Linked DNA regions of Zea mays: region 1 is linked to region 2. The links are chromatin contacts, called in public Hi-C maps. All regions are on one chromosome and are shown on one strand. The core of a region is the stretch at or near the end of the contact, and the rest is flanking DNA. Distances in the headings are between cores, read along the strand shown.

Evidence for each region. Hi-C and Micro-C count contacts between places; a contact is called where the count stands out from the background.
Region 1: a contact with region 2 is called in a Hi-C map of leaf, with 2.1 times the contacts expected there. The contact joins the promoter of not1 here to the enhancer-like site in region 2. A contact is called at or near these places in 3 of 25 Hi-C or Micro-C datasets (leaf and tassel).

Annotation. Positions count from the first base shown.
Region 1 is chr4:46,922,696-46,929,894 of Zm-B73-REFERENCE-NAM-5.0, reverse strand. It overlaps not1 (neighbor of tga1), which reads left to right and starts at 1,636. Exons shown (of 3, transcript NM_001362260.1): 1 at 1,636-2,351; 2 at 4,943-5,073; 3 at 5,502-6,439. The coding sequence starts at 1,888. The coding sequence ends at 6,214. It overlaps LOC100286299 (MTA/SAH nucleosidase), which reads right to left. Exons shown (of 8, transcript NM_001159186.1): 8 at 6,384-6,868. The coding sequence ends at 6,671.
Region 2 is chr4:46,595,342-46,602,549 of Zm-B73-REFERENCE-NAM-5.0, reverse strand. LOC100382753 reads right to left here. Exons shown (of 9, transcript NM_001175468.1): 9 at 6,619-7,066. The coding sequence ends at 6,986. It overlaps LOC103653211 (a long non-coding RNA gene), which reads right to left and starts at 241. Exons shown (of 3, transcript XR_002268706.1): 1 at 165-241; 2 at 12-74. Within about 2 kb of position 4,084, at least 17 of the 20 cell types and tissues checked have an H3K27ac peak or open chromatin away from gene starts, as enhancers often do. A contact at or near this core is called in leaf and tassel, where this site is marked.

The DNA.
Region 1 (7,199 bases), core at 387-2,886, 330 kb before region 2:
TGGTTGCCAATTAATTTAAAATCTCTCTAGTTATCTATGTGTGCTATTAAAATTCATTTAAATTGTATTTGCATATTTCTGTTAAAAATTAAATATTAATTCATTTAATTTGTATTTGCATATTTTTGTTAAAAATTAAATATTAATTCATTTAAATTGTATTTGCATATTTCTGTTAAAAATTAAAATATTAATTCATTTAAATTGTATTTTCATATTTCCGTTAAAAATTAAAATATTAATATGGTAATCAAATCACAATCACAGGCGGTTTTTCATTACGGTCCGTTTGTGAAAAGAATAGAGAACCACAAGCGGTCCGATACAAAAACCGCTTGTGATACTAATACATCATAGGCGGTCCGAATAGCCTGAGACATCCCAGGCGGTTTTCTAACCGAACCGCATGTGATGTAAAAAGACTACCGCTTGTATTGAGCCAAATTGTACTAGTGAAAACAAAAACGAAATCTGTAAAAAAAAATTGGAAACAAAAACTATTTGCGTCTTTTCTAACTTTTTTCGGAAATTACCGTATTTATTCGGTATTTTACTGTCGATAATAAGTTCATTATTTTTCAGAAAATTTTAAATCTGAACTAATCTTTATAAATTCATAATAAATCTATCTTAATGTAGAAAAAAATATAAAACTAATTTTATAATTTTTCCTAAAATCAAGATCTATAGTCTAATAGTATATAATATACCTTAGAGTTGTTTGAAACCTTTTTTTGATCTTATTTATAGTTTCTTACCAATTATTACTGTTGATACATATATTCATAATTTGCACGAGAACTTGAGAACTAAGAAGAACTAGGGGGACAATTTGTCACTTGTATTTGTGAGATATTGCTTTAATGGTTTTGTGAGGCATGCTTTAATCCTTCATGATTTTTTGAATACCTATATATTATTACTAATTTTTATGTGCATATACAACTTGTATGAATTTTTGAAGTCAATTGAAGGTGAATATTATATTTTTACCAATTGTATTTTAGATTCCATACGTTTATTTTTATACCAAAGTTTTGTTTTTGATGTCCACGAATTACTGATATCATTTCCACTTCTTGAGTTACCGTTTCCAATTTCATTTTTTTAAAAAATATAAAAATAAAAATACTTTTAATATTTATCACTGTTTCCGTCCTGCCTCCCTTGCTACAGTCGCAACTGTCTGTGTCTGCAAAGTACTGACTGCTCCCACTCCACCCCCAGTTCCGGGCCTCTTGGGCATCGCTTCTGTTGCTGCAAATCTTTGGGCCTGTTTGGTTCAGCTTTTTTCTGACCAGCTTTTCTGAGAATCTGGCTGTAGGAAGAATCTGGCTGTGTAGAGAATCTGTGTATCATTAGGATTACGTGCGGAGGAAGATAAAGGTGTCCATAGGACTCAGGATATAGAAAGTGACGGATTCCTACTATTGCAACGACTCAACCGATTATGTGTTTATGTTGATTTTGAATGATTTTTACTCAAACGAATTTTATAGAAGCTGACTGAAAAGCTGAGCGTTTGGCAGTCCACAACAGCTTTTGGTGGCCAGAAGCTCAAAAAAGCTGAAACAAACAGGGGCTTTGTTGCCTGCTGCTGCCTTGCTATCTATCTATACACCGCCCGCACCTTCCATTCCTCCTCCTCCGAAGCAGCAGGCAGCAGCTGCATCGCACCTCACACCTCTCGTGTCCATCGATCCAGCCGCCCGCCGCAGCTGCAGCTCTCACTGTTGCTGTGCCACCTCCTCGTCGCCTGTAGTGTCGACAGAGAAACGCCCGCTGAATGAGAGGGAAGGAACGGAAGCTGCAGCGGGCGCGCGAGTGCAAGGACTAGGACTAGCGGTTGCAACGTCGGCGCGCGCGCGCGTGCGGCGTACGTCGGGCATGGATTGGGATCTCAAGGCGGTGGGCGCGTGGGACCTCGCGGAGCTGGAGCAGGACCACGCGGCCGCCACGGCAGCAGCGGGGCCGTCCGAGGGCCACGCCACCGATACTGCCGCGGCGGGCACGGGCACGGGGACGGGGACGGAGAGCCGCCCGCCCGGAGCAGGGGCACCCGCCGAGTGCTCTGTGGACTTGAAGCTGGGCGGGATGGGCGAGTGCGAGCTCGGCGCGGGCGCGGCGACGGCCTGCAGGGAGAGGGAGGCCGCGGCGGGGGCGACGAAGCGGCCGCGCCCCGCCGGGCAGCAGCAGCAGCAGTGCCCGTCGTGCGCGGTGGATGGGTGCAGAGCGGACCTGAGCAAGTGCCGCGACTACCACCGGCGGCACAAGGTGTGCGAGGCGCACTCCAAGACCCCCGTCGTCGTCGTGGCCGGCCGCGAGATGCGCTTCTGCCAGCAGTGCAGCAGGTAATAGCCCTTGTTTGTTCGCCTTCTTTTCCCATGGGGGGCAGCCGGGCAGGTGTAGCTCGTCCCTGTCTCGTTTCAAGGATGCACGACTTTACCTTTTCCGGCTTGCCTTTTTCTCTCATTTGGTGTTTTTTTTTTTCTGAAAAACAAAGAAAGAAAGGAAAAAAACCTTCATTTGGTTCGTTTCGTTTCGTTTGCTCCTGTAGCGCTGTTACGCTTTTCCGTTCCCTGCGGTCGCTGCTCCTGCAGTCCCCACACAGCAAACTGCTCAGCAGCGTTTCCTTCACTCTTCTCTCTGACGCCCTGATGCGAATTAAACATCTGCTGCCATTGCCAAAGTCTGGGCTCTGGAGACGGGGCGGATCCACGGACACGTGAGCTCCTGCCCTTGCTTTTCCGCGAGCGGATTCTTTCTTTCACGGCCTTCGGCGACGGGATGTCCCCCGGCCCCTACTCTGCCAGTGCCATTTTTTCTTCCTCGGCGTCGGCGCTGATTGCTTCCCGGCCACAGCTCGCCACCGCCGCCACGGTTTGGCGTGCCGCGTTGAGCGAGACAGGGGTGTACTCCCCAGCTTTGGCTACCACATCTGCTAAAGCAGCTGTCTGTCTGTACTACCTGCGTACTGTGTGCGTATTCTGTAGTACGTATGAAAGGTAAAGGCGGCGTAGCGCTAGTCGTATCTTATCTCTGCAGAATGTTCGTAGCAGTACCCACTGAAAGATGATAGTTGCATCGTGGATCTAGATGTAGCTAGTATCCTACAGTAGCCCTGTACACACGTAAAGCATTGTCTGGGGAGTATTTCTTACGGTCTTACGTTGAAGTGTCCCTGTGTGTTTTCATCTGCGTCGTTACTATCTACTACTAAGCTAGCAATGGCAACTCAACACACGGTGTTACTACTTGTGAGCTGCTAGCAATGGCAACTCAACATGGTGTTCAACTGGTCGCTGCTACGACCATCATGAGGCTTCATTAACCATCGCCGAAAAATCCATCCACCTCTCTGAACATCCATACGCAGCTTCCAGAGATCACCACAAGCATTCATCTGTTCACTGAACACCTGCTTTCATTTCATCCCTACCCTGAACGACGATCCATCCATTTCTTTTTCGGTCTCAGGGTAGTGGAGTAGCCATTAACCGTTGGCGACCTTAAAGTTTACAGTACAGCTAGCGCTGTGTTGGCGCCCAGTTTTGTCTTGCTCATCAACTGCAGACGGTCCCGCGGCTCGATACCCAGTTTTGTCTTGCTCATCGACAGCAGACGGTCCTGTGGCTCGATACCCGACCCGATGTTATTTATATGGACTAAATATTTTATCCATTAGTTTTTTATTAGGTAAAAATATTCACCTAAGGGATATAAAACGTTTCGCCCTCATTCATACATGTTATTGTGCTTCGGCCATCCATATATTTTGACTATTTTACTGACTTTTTTGTGATAATGTCATAGAAGGTTTAATGACTATTTTGATGACCACACAATGGAACATGCAATGTGTTATGTGGTACTATCCTAGTGTTGCTACTTTATCTAATTATCCATGGTGTTGTTGGATAGATGATTGAATGACGTTCGAAATTTTGTAATAGTATTTAGATTGATATCATTGACGTTTGTATAATGTATTATTTTGATAGATGTTTAATATTTGTAGGTACGAGTAATCTATACATACCCACATGAGTATATGAGTATAGATATAGGGGTAAATCTATACCCGGTTTATTCGCGATGGAATTATTATTATTTTTTGTCGTGGACGTAGGTATAAGACAGCCGGTGGGTATTGATTGCTATGTACTCCCGCCGCTCTGTCGTGGACGTAGGTATAAGACCATTCCTGGAGCGATCCTAATGCTCTGGACTCTGGTGACATGTTCTGTTTACGCGGGAATACCTTGCTCGGTGTGCGGACAACTCTCAATCATTGATCACTTTGTCTTTTGGTGCAAATTGCAGACTTCGTAGCTTTCTTTATCCGTATGGAGAACGAAACTGCTGTACAGTATACCATCGTGTGGTCCAAGGTTTGACAGGTCTCACAGTATTTTCCTGTCTCTAAGCGCTGATGGACGTACGGTACGGATTCATCGTCGACAGGGAACATTGGTCCCCGGCGTGCTGTGTATTAACTATAACAAGCATATATATGTGTGTGCGCCACAGTACATTAAATATTCTGACAATAATTATGTTGCTGTTTCTTCAGTGAGGAGCATCTTAGTATACGACCACTGGATCATGTGCCCACCTACCTAGGACCATCTATTCTTCTCCCCATTGGAGAAAAAAAACTGAGTACAGTATCTTATTTGTTCAGAATTATCCAAATTCAAAGAATCCTGTGGCCATAATTCATTGGTTCATGGCCATATGACTGTGAGAGTGGCACACTACACCTACTGCCACCAAATGTGCAAAACACTGCTAAGAAATAATAACCATGGGCTTGTTCATTTCGATGGGTTTAAATCCATACCAAGTCAAAATCTTTTAAATTTTTCAATCCCATCGAATACACGTGAGGTAGGAAGTCCTATAAGGTTTGTCTGATCAAGAGTTTTTGTTTGTTATTTAGATTCCATTTACTTGCGGAGTTCGACGCCGACAAGCGCAGCTGCAGAAAGCGTCTGGACGGCCATAATCGCCGCCGCAGGAAGCCACAGCCAGACACCATGGCTTCTGCTAGCTCTATCACAAGCCAGCAAGGTCATTTTCGTACACTCACCAATTCTGCTCTGGGTTTTTCCCCCCGGTCTGTACTTGGTTCAAATACATCTACATTGTTGTAGATCTTGCGTAGCATTTCAGCATGTTTCAGAACTCAAATTCGGTTCATAAGAAGGTCCTCACAGCCCCAACAAAAGATTAGTAGTGTGATATACTATGTTTCTTTGCCTTTAAGATGTGTTCTACTACAAATTATACTAGTATGCTTCACCACTTGTGGTGCTTACATAACTGCAAATTAATCGACAGCCGCCGTCCATATTATGAGTCCGAAACTTTCGCCACAGTTACCAGCAGAATTGGCATGTAGAACTGCAAGAAAATTCTGATTCACATTGAATGAAACGGGGCACAGAATCAATTTATCAGTTATGTCCCCTAATCGACATTTCTTCCCAATTGATCAGGCACACGATTCTCACCATTTGCGCCTCCAAGACTGGAGGCGAGCTGGCCGGGGGTGATGAAAACCGAGGAGAGTCCATATCGCATCACTCACCAAATCCATCTGGGCTCCAGCAGCAGCAGCAGGCAGCAGCATTTCGTGGGAGCCGCCACGTCTGCCTACGCCAAAGAAGGCCCGCGCTTCCCTTTCCTGCAGGAGGGCGAGATAAGCTTCGCCACCGGCGTGGTGTTGGAGCCGCCGGCGGCGGCTCCAGCGTGCCAGCCGCTCCTCAAGTCGGGAGCACCACCACCCGAGAGCAGCAGCGCCGGCGGCGGGAAGATGTTCTCCGATCAGGGGCTGACTCGCGTGCTCGACTCGGACTGTGCTCTCTCTCTTCTGTCAGCGCCGGCCAACTACTCCGGCATCGACGTCAGCAGGATGGTCCGCCCGACTGAACACGTCCCCATGGCCCAGCAGCTCGTGGTCTCGGGCCTGCAGTTCGGCAGCGCGTCGTGGTTCCCGCGCCCCCAGGCTTCCACGGGCGGCTCCTTCGTCTCATCCTGCCCCGCCGTGCAGGTGGAGGGCGAGCAGCAGCTGAACGCCGTGCTGGGCCCCAACGACAGCGAGGTGAGCATGAACTACGGCGGGATGTTCCACGTCGGCGGCGGCAGCGGCGGCGGCGAGGGCTCCTCGGACGGCGGCACCTCGTCGTCGATGCCCTTCTCGTGGCAGTAGTCGTCGTCACTTGTCAGCAGCCGCTGCGTTCTCTCATCTTTCGCGCTTCAGACGATCTGGTAGGGAGATACTGGCTTTAGTGATCACTGATCAGCATTGATCCCCCCCCCCCCCCCCCCACTTTTTGTCGAATCGGCTCTGCTAGCCAGCATTATTGTGGACATTTTTTGAATCGTCTCTAGAATAGTCGCCGATGCGTGCCTTAGCAGCGCACAGACATTGTTAGTTTGGTCGCAACGATCAATGGCATGTTTGCTCACTTTACATTCCTTCTGTTTAGCAAGAGACAACTGCTCTGGTCGGTATTCAGGAATAGATCAAGAGCCATTGCAAAAGGGGTAAAACCTCACGTATAGAACACCTCCAAAAAAAATCATTGACCCAACGTTGTATTGTATCCTAGCCTAGCATCGTGCATCAGAGCAGGGGGATGTTGGATTTCGTGACCACGAGCTTTCAAAGATCGGAGATGCGTTTCCCGCTGATGAAATCCACCACTTTGGTGACTGCCAGCTCCAGTGCCGTCGTCACGGCAATCAGGTTCTGCAGAAACTCCTCATACGTTGGCTTCACCCCATCCACGATATCAGTCACAGCTTTCACAAAGATCGCTGGTGTCGAGAACATGTCAGCGACATATGCTACAGCAGCTCCCTGCCAAAAGGTTAACGAGGGGAAATCAGACCATTTTGAAGCCTCAAGATCAGAACATAGCGTTAGCAAGTAAAGAGGAAGGAAACAAAGTAAGCCTGCTCAACTGCACAATGAGCACCAGTGCACTTGAGACAATTGCTCAATGCTGATTATTAAACTTCGCATCATGTGTTAGATTCAAAAGACCTCAGCTAACAACTAAACCCATTGCACATGGCTGCCATTTCAACTACCACAGATGTAGGTTTGTAGAAAACAGTCCTAGAATAAATGAAGGATGCTTTTTAACAAGAAATGTTATGCGCATAACTCCATTTTCAGGCTGTTTGCT
Region 2 (7,208 bases), core at 2,835-5,334:
TTAATATGTACCTGGTTACCAGTTGTTATTATTGTTAACGCATGTTCACATCCAGTCCTGGTGTTATGCGAATCCTACAAAATATTATTTGCTTATTACATTGATATTATATATTCATTATATACAATACTTCATGCAAGCTTATATATATATCTTTTACATACCTTATTATGACATGTAATTGTATTGTCATCTTCCATCCCATCGCCAGCATTATTTTTATTCAACTCTTCTTCCTGGTACAAAATAACATGTTACTATGCATAATTTATGTTACAAATAGTATAACACTAAAACATCTGCAATATTATTACCTTGTCTTCCTCATTATCACTAACATTTGTTGACTCATTACATCCAATATCTGGCTCCAATCGGCTTAGAACGACATCGAGCTCATCCAACACATCCATTGCCTTATCGTACCCTGCTTTTGACATACACGCCTGGCGAACTACTTTCATTGTTTTCGTTAACAACATTTTCTGTCTGTATGATTTAGTAACTCCATCCTTCCCCCTAAAGCTCTTATCAATTCTTTCAAACGGAACATCTTTTCTTGATGAGACAGTGTACCTTTGCAATATATACTTTGAAGGTATCTTTTCAACTTGAAGATGCATGAAGGCTCTTAAAAGATGAACACACAATAGACCTGAAAACATGAAAACGAACCATTATTTCAAAAATATACATTAATTTGTACTACAATCATCAAATTATCTATTATGCAATTTTTTTATGCTAACCAACATAATACGTACAAACCTGTATGTTCCCACTGTTTGCACTCGCATGTATACTCCCCAGCTTCTATGTCTGCTGTTATCTTGAATTGATGTTGTCCCCACACAATTTTGTTAGACCGTTTTGTATGCTGTACGATCCATTCATTATCACATCCGTCTGGGTCCTTTAATATTTTGTATGCAGTGGCGTATTTCATTGATTCCTCGAATCTATTCATAACAGCTCTTGTGTACGCTCTTGAGACTCTCACTTCGAACCTATACAATGTATCTGTTGTCCTTGGTGCCTATAACACATTATTATCATAATTAAACAAATTATTTACATAATTGTATGCAAACCGTTATTGCTAACAAGCACGACATACCTTGCTCACCAATGCCTCCTTTGATTCTTTCATTTTCCTGCTGTGCAACATTTTCATCATTTGTTTAGCGAACTCATGCAGTGGGGTGTTCGCATCTACATGTGATTGCTTCACTAATCTGTTCATGCTCTCACTTCGTTGTGTAGATACCATTACCCCACAGAAGTCATTTTTAAAAAATGCAGGTATCCATTCTTTTCTTATTTCATATAATTTGCGTAGAGTCATATCTTCATGAAGATTGAACTCCTCTAGCATCATTTCCCAGGCACATTCAAACTCATGAGGAGTTAATGGATGATGTATAATAGACTGGAATGTGGTTTTAAAATCCTTAACAGCAAACCTGGCATATATCTCATTCAGGAATGGCATAAATCTGTTCTGTACATGCCATAAGCACAGTCTGTGAACTGTTTTTGGAAATACAGTTCTCAGAGCAATTGGCATTGCAGGATCTTGATCTGCAATTGTTCACAGATTATTCAGTTATTTTCACAATAAATTAATTCACTGTTTTGCATAACAAATTTATATATCACATACCTGTAAGCATAACTCTTGGACCCTCGCATCCCATACATGTTTTGAATGAATTGAAAGCCCATTCAAAAGTATGTACAGTTTCATCTCCCAACAAAACAAATCCAAACACTGTACACTGCAGATGGCTGTTAGCTCCAACAAACATGCCCAGTGGTTTATCATATATATTTGTCTTGTGTGTTGTATCAAATGTCACAACATCACCATAATCTGCGTATTCTCCCTGCATACTTGCGTGTGACCAAAAAATACTAACTATTTTCCCATCATCGTCTAGCTGGAAATCACAAAAAAATTGTGGATTCTGTTTCTTGCATTCTCTAAAGAAAGCCAAAAGTTTGGCTACATCATTTGAGCAATTTTCTCTTCTCCTGGCTGCCCTCCTACATTTGTTTGCACATAAAATTGTTACACACACATTTACTATAGTAATATTCCTGGCTATTGATATATACACATGTAACCAAAAAGTATTGCTTACATGTTTTTCAGATCTTGAGCAGTTACCGGTACGTTCTCCGGCCCATCATGCATTTCTGATATGAAATCAACTATGCAATGCTGCGGCACTCGGCTATCATGCATTGCATCCACAAAATTTATGAACTCAGCATCCCTAATTTTGTTGCAACGTAAATGTTGTTTCTCTGCTTCGTCAGTTATGAACTCATGGTTATGCTCTAAGTTTACCAGTTCAATTTTTGTAGCTACAACCATTTTGTTTTCATCATCATATATTTTTTTTAATTTTATTCCAGCTTTGCATTGTGTACGCCCCGATGATCTATTCCTCATCCTAGGTGTATCATTAGATTTTGCTGCACTTTTACCTTCACGTGAACAATTTATCCACTTACTGAATGTCTTCTCTCTGTATTTCTTCAGTGGAAATCCAACTTCATATGCATACCTTTTATAGAATTTATATGCATCATCAACATCCTTGAAAGTCATCCCTACCGTTGGCACTATAGTTGGATCAATGGTTTTTGCCTGCTATTTCATTGTCATTGTTGTTTGTACCATGGAATATGTTCACAACAATATAATCAATCAATAATCAAAATGCATCGATTGGACTTACATGTGAACGCAGTATCTGTGGCGTATCCATCTCCCTGGAGCTAATATTGGACATAGGAGGTCGAACCCTTTGTTCTCCTTCTTCCCCTATGCTCATCTCGGCGATCTCAGGACCCATTAGAGCAGGCGGTGGTGTCACCAATGAGTTACCACCAACTCCTCCCTCTGTCTCTGGATCAAGACGAACGTCATCTCCTTCCATCGCCGGCGACCCTCCAGAGCCGGCCATCTCCAACTCCGATTAGTTATGCAGGCTTAGTGGTCTTTTTTCCGAATGAAAGTAAATCTCGGATACTATTAAAGTAACTGCATCCACGTTTAAAGGGTCTCCCCATTATTTCCGAAACCGTCCCGATATTATGGCGACGTCTTTGTCAAACTAAAATTCATAATATAAAATTTACGCACAATGACACAACGTTTTACGCCAATCGGTATATAATGTTTATGCATCTATTCTGCCGCTTCGGTTTTATGCCATATCTTTCAAAATCTTATGCTTCATGTTTTTTTACCTTCTGCACATTACTTACCATGCAAGATCCATTTACGCGCCCACGTATCCCAGTAATCACGTTTGCATGTGGCATATATTCCCTTTAATTCCGCGCAATTCCCTTACCATTCAAACAACCGCGTCACGGCGCCGTCTAACCTGCATGCCGCCTCTCAGCCCCACGTTAAAACACAGGCGCGCCTGTTCCATCGGCCAGACCGGGAACCGACCTGGGCTTCCTTTAATATCCGAAGCTCTGGGCTCCCGTTATACCTGCCCTCTATATATATATATATATATATATATATATATATATATATAAAAATAATGAATCGCTCCAAAAGTATAAGTTTGTTTTAGGATAGAAGGAGTCGTTGTAACTAGGAAGGTGGACAACTGCATGTTGTTTTCTTAATTTGAATTGAACGTTGGACATGCAGCGCGCGTCTATTTGGACATGACGCGCTCCTCCTCAAACGTCAATCTCCTAGCAGTGAGAGTGACATCATCATATGGCGCATTATTTGCGCATCATGGGCCCGTAGCGTATTTTGTAGTATATACCACCAACGCACGCACGTACGGTACGTACGTGCCGCTTTTATTTGTCCCAGTGAGAAGCAGCCCGTACGTACGGGCTCCTCCGATATTGTCCGTACATGTCGTAGTACACGCCTGCAGTCACCCCGTGCAGTGAGTGCAAGCGTCCACGAGATCGTCTCGTTTCCTTCCCTTCCATTCGCGGCCGTTCGTACGGGTACGGCCGCCTCCTCCATGCATGCGCACGTGAGGCGCGCTGATTGAGAGGGCCCACCGCGCGGCGCCCAGGGTCCAGGGACAAGGGACCACGGCTCCAGGCCTTTACTTTTTTACTGCTCGTCTGCGGTCTGCCCCTAGAGCTAGAGAGTACTACTAGTAGTAGGCTTCAGCGCCGGCAGCCAATCCGGCGACCGCGCGCCGCCGGCGGTGGTCCACGGCGCCCCGGCCCCGATGGCGATCCATCTGCGGTGGCAGAGAGACCCATGTGGCGGTGCATGCCGTGGTGGCAGGACTGCTGGTCCAGGGAGCGGCCGGTGAGAGGAAGGGCCCGGGGCGCCGACCGCGCGCGCCATCGCTACGATACTAGCCGATCGACCCTGTCGTCATCGGCTCGTCGCCATGTCCCCTTTCCCCCTGTCCCTTTCCGTTCCGCCGCAGGGCTAGCTGGGGTTGCTCTTGTGTTGCATGCATGCATATAACGCCGATTTATTGCCAAAGGCAGTTAACCTGTGTTATGTAATATTTGTTGTCGATAGCTAGTTCATTTTAAACTAAAACGCGAAAAATAAAAAAGGACACTACTGCTACAGTGCTAGTGCAGTAGTGCTGGCAGGTAGTGGTGCATCGTGCAATTGTGGCGGCGGTCTGCATATATATGCATGCATGGGACCGATAGATCACGACTCACGAGCGGCGCGCGCCTGTACGTGCTTGATTGGAGGGAGCAGATCGCAACGTACGTAGGGGGGGGGGGGGGGGGGGTACGTACGCGGTACGTGCATGCTGGCCTCGTGTCTCTGTGTCTGCTAGTACGTAGTGTAATCTCTGAGTCGTGCCTGGATGACTGGACACGTACGGTTTCATGCATGTGTACGCAGCGCCGCGGATCGACGACATCAACCCCCTGCACTGCTCAGTTATGTACGTACGCGTTGATCGCTTTTGTACGCGCGCTGCCCAGTCGCGTCTGACATCTTTTTTTTTGCACATGGCATGCACGGCGTCCTTATTAGCTTTGCGTGCGTGCGTCGCGTCGCGCACAGCAACGTACTGCACCACCGCGTCCGCGTCGTCGCCCGTCCGCGCGCAGCGCGCTAGCTCGCTCGTCGCGCTCGTCTATTACCGCCGCCGCTCTATCGAGCGCCATTAATTAATCTGGGTTTTATCTCTACCGCGTTTAATTTGCGCATGCACATGCATGCCCCGGCCCGTACGTACGGTGTGTGGCTGTATATTAATTAGACCGTAGTAAGAAGGTATGTACAAAAAAAACACGATCGATACAAGGAAACAATGACGGATTATTTTAAGGAGGATGCTAAAAAGACTTCAAAGACATGATCGATGTCTTAAATACTATCTAATCCTTCTCCTGAGTTGATGCGGCAATGGACGAGTGCGATATCTGTTCAACAAATAAGGATAACTGCATCTAAGTTCCAGCAACACAACCATTGGTCACGCAGTGTCCAACCGTTCCAAGCAGTGTCGTGTTACGTCTATGACAAACAAGGTTCGCTATCTAGTTGACGACATCAGTAGGCCTACGCTGTACTCCCTAGTGATAAGATACGTTATTAATAATATTCGTACAAGGGAAGTAACCACATGCTTTGCGATCCTAGGACGCTAGCTAGTACTATGGTCGCGACATTCTAGAAGACTACTACAGAGTAGAAGTGTCGACAGTCATCCAAGGATACTGCAGAGTAGAAGTGGCGACAGTCATCGATCCTAGGACGCTAGTACCATGGTCGCGACATTCTAGAAGACTACTGCAGAGTAGAAGTGTCGACAGTCATCCAAGGATACGAGAATGACATGCTAGACAACCTCAATCTTAAGGGGATTGAGAAACATGGAAAGGCTATCAAGAATTTCATCCTTTGGCCGCGACGGGATGTCTAGTTGTGTGAGCCACCACCATCCTCTCAAGCCATGTCACTAACTCAGCAGTCACTACTTGCCGATCTTGTTGCTAACCAACTGTCATCACCTGTAGATCCTCTTTCTAACCCATTACCTTCACCTACCTAGTCTCTTTCTAACCTACCATCATCATCGATTGTGCCAGCTCTTGACAATCCGTCATCACCTAACTCACTATCTCTGCCACTAGCATCACCATGCATTCAATTATTCACCTTCCCCACCACCCAAAGATCTTGAACAAACGACCGAGCCATCATCGCCTCAAAAGAAGAAATTTACGGTACCAAAATTGGTTTTCCCCCTTGAGCTATAGAAGCAAAAAAATAAAATAAAAAAATCAAAAAGATCTACTCACTTGAGATAAACTCAAAAAGGTTCCATTTGGTATAAAAAGGTTACGTGACTCGTACATAAAAGTATCTTTTGATGTGAAAACACAAAAATACTAATACAATTTATCATAATTTCATCCCTCATTATATTTATGTAATTATGATTTTACCTCTATTGAGGTTGTATCTAGTATAAGAAGGATAGTTCGGACCTTTCAACCACTTCCTTTCATATTTTAAACTTTTTAATCACTAATTCTGATTTTATTTTTATTTTTAATGATTTTCACTAACGGCATAAGGGACAAACGGTACGTAAAATCACGAAGTTAAAAAATAGAGGGTAAAATAATAATTACAAGTCTAGCGAAGGATATAATCATAATTATCCCAAAAAGTTATGCTTCTCGAATTAAAAGCATCACAGAAGCAGGATGAATTGGAATAATATGGAACCTTCCAGGACGGAAATTCTGGTAGGCGTACACGGCAAAGTTCAAGAAAACCAGCAGGAAACTTTCCATCACCTCCAGCAAAGGTTGCTACTGAGCAAATTCTGCCAGTTCGCTTACATCGCCTTGCATATTTACAGCACGCAGTTCGTGTTCGACATCTATGCTTACAGCTAACAACTGACATCCTATATGCAGTTGAAAGAAGACGCTTCGGTTGGGGGACCATAGCAAAGTGCCAGCCCATACAGGTCAGGCGAAGCAAATTTCAAGCTGATTTGAAAGAAAACATCGACTGTGCCTCGTCCTCCTCTTCATCTTTTGCTACCATCCAATCCAACTTTAGACCCTAAAGCAAGAGAAAAACATGTGTGAAACAAATGTATGCGCAGAAATGAGTTGGCGTGATGGATCATACTGATTTTTAACAGGATCCCCGCAGTAGAATCACATATACGTAACAGAGTGACACAGACAAGTATTATGGGTCA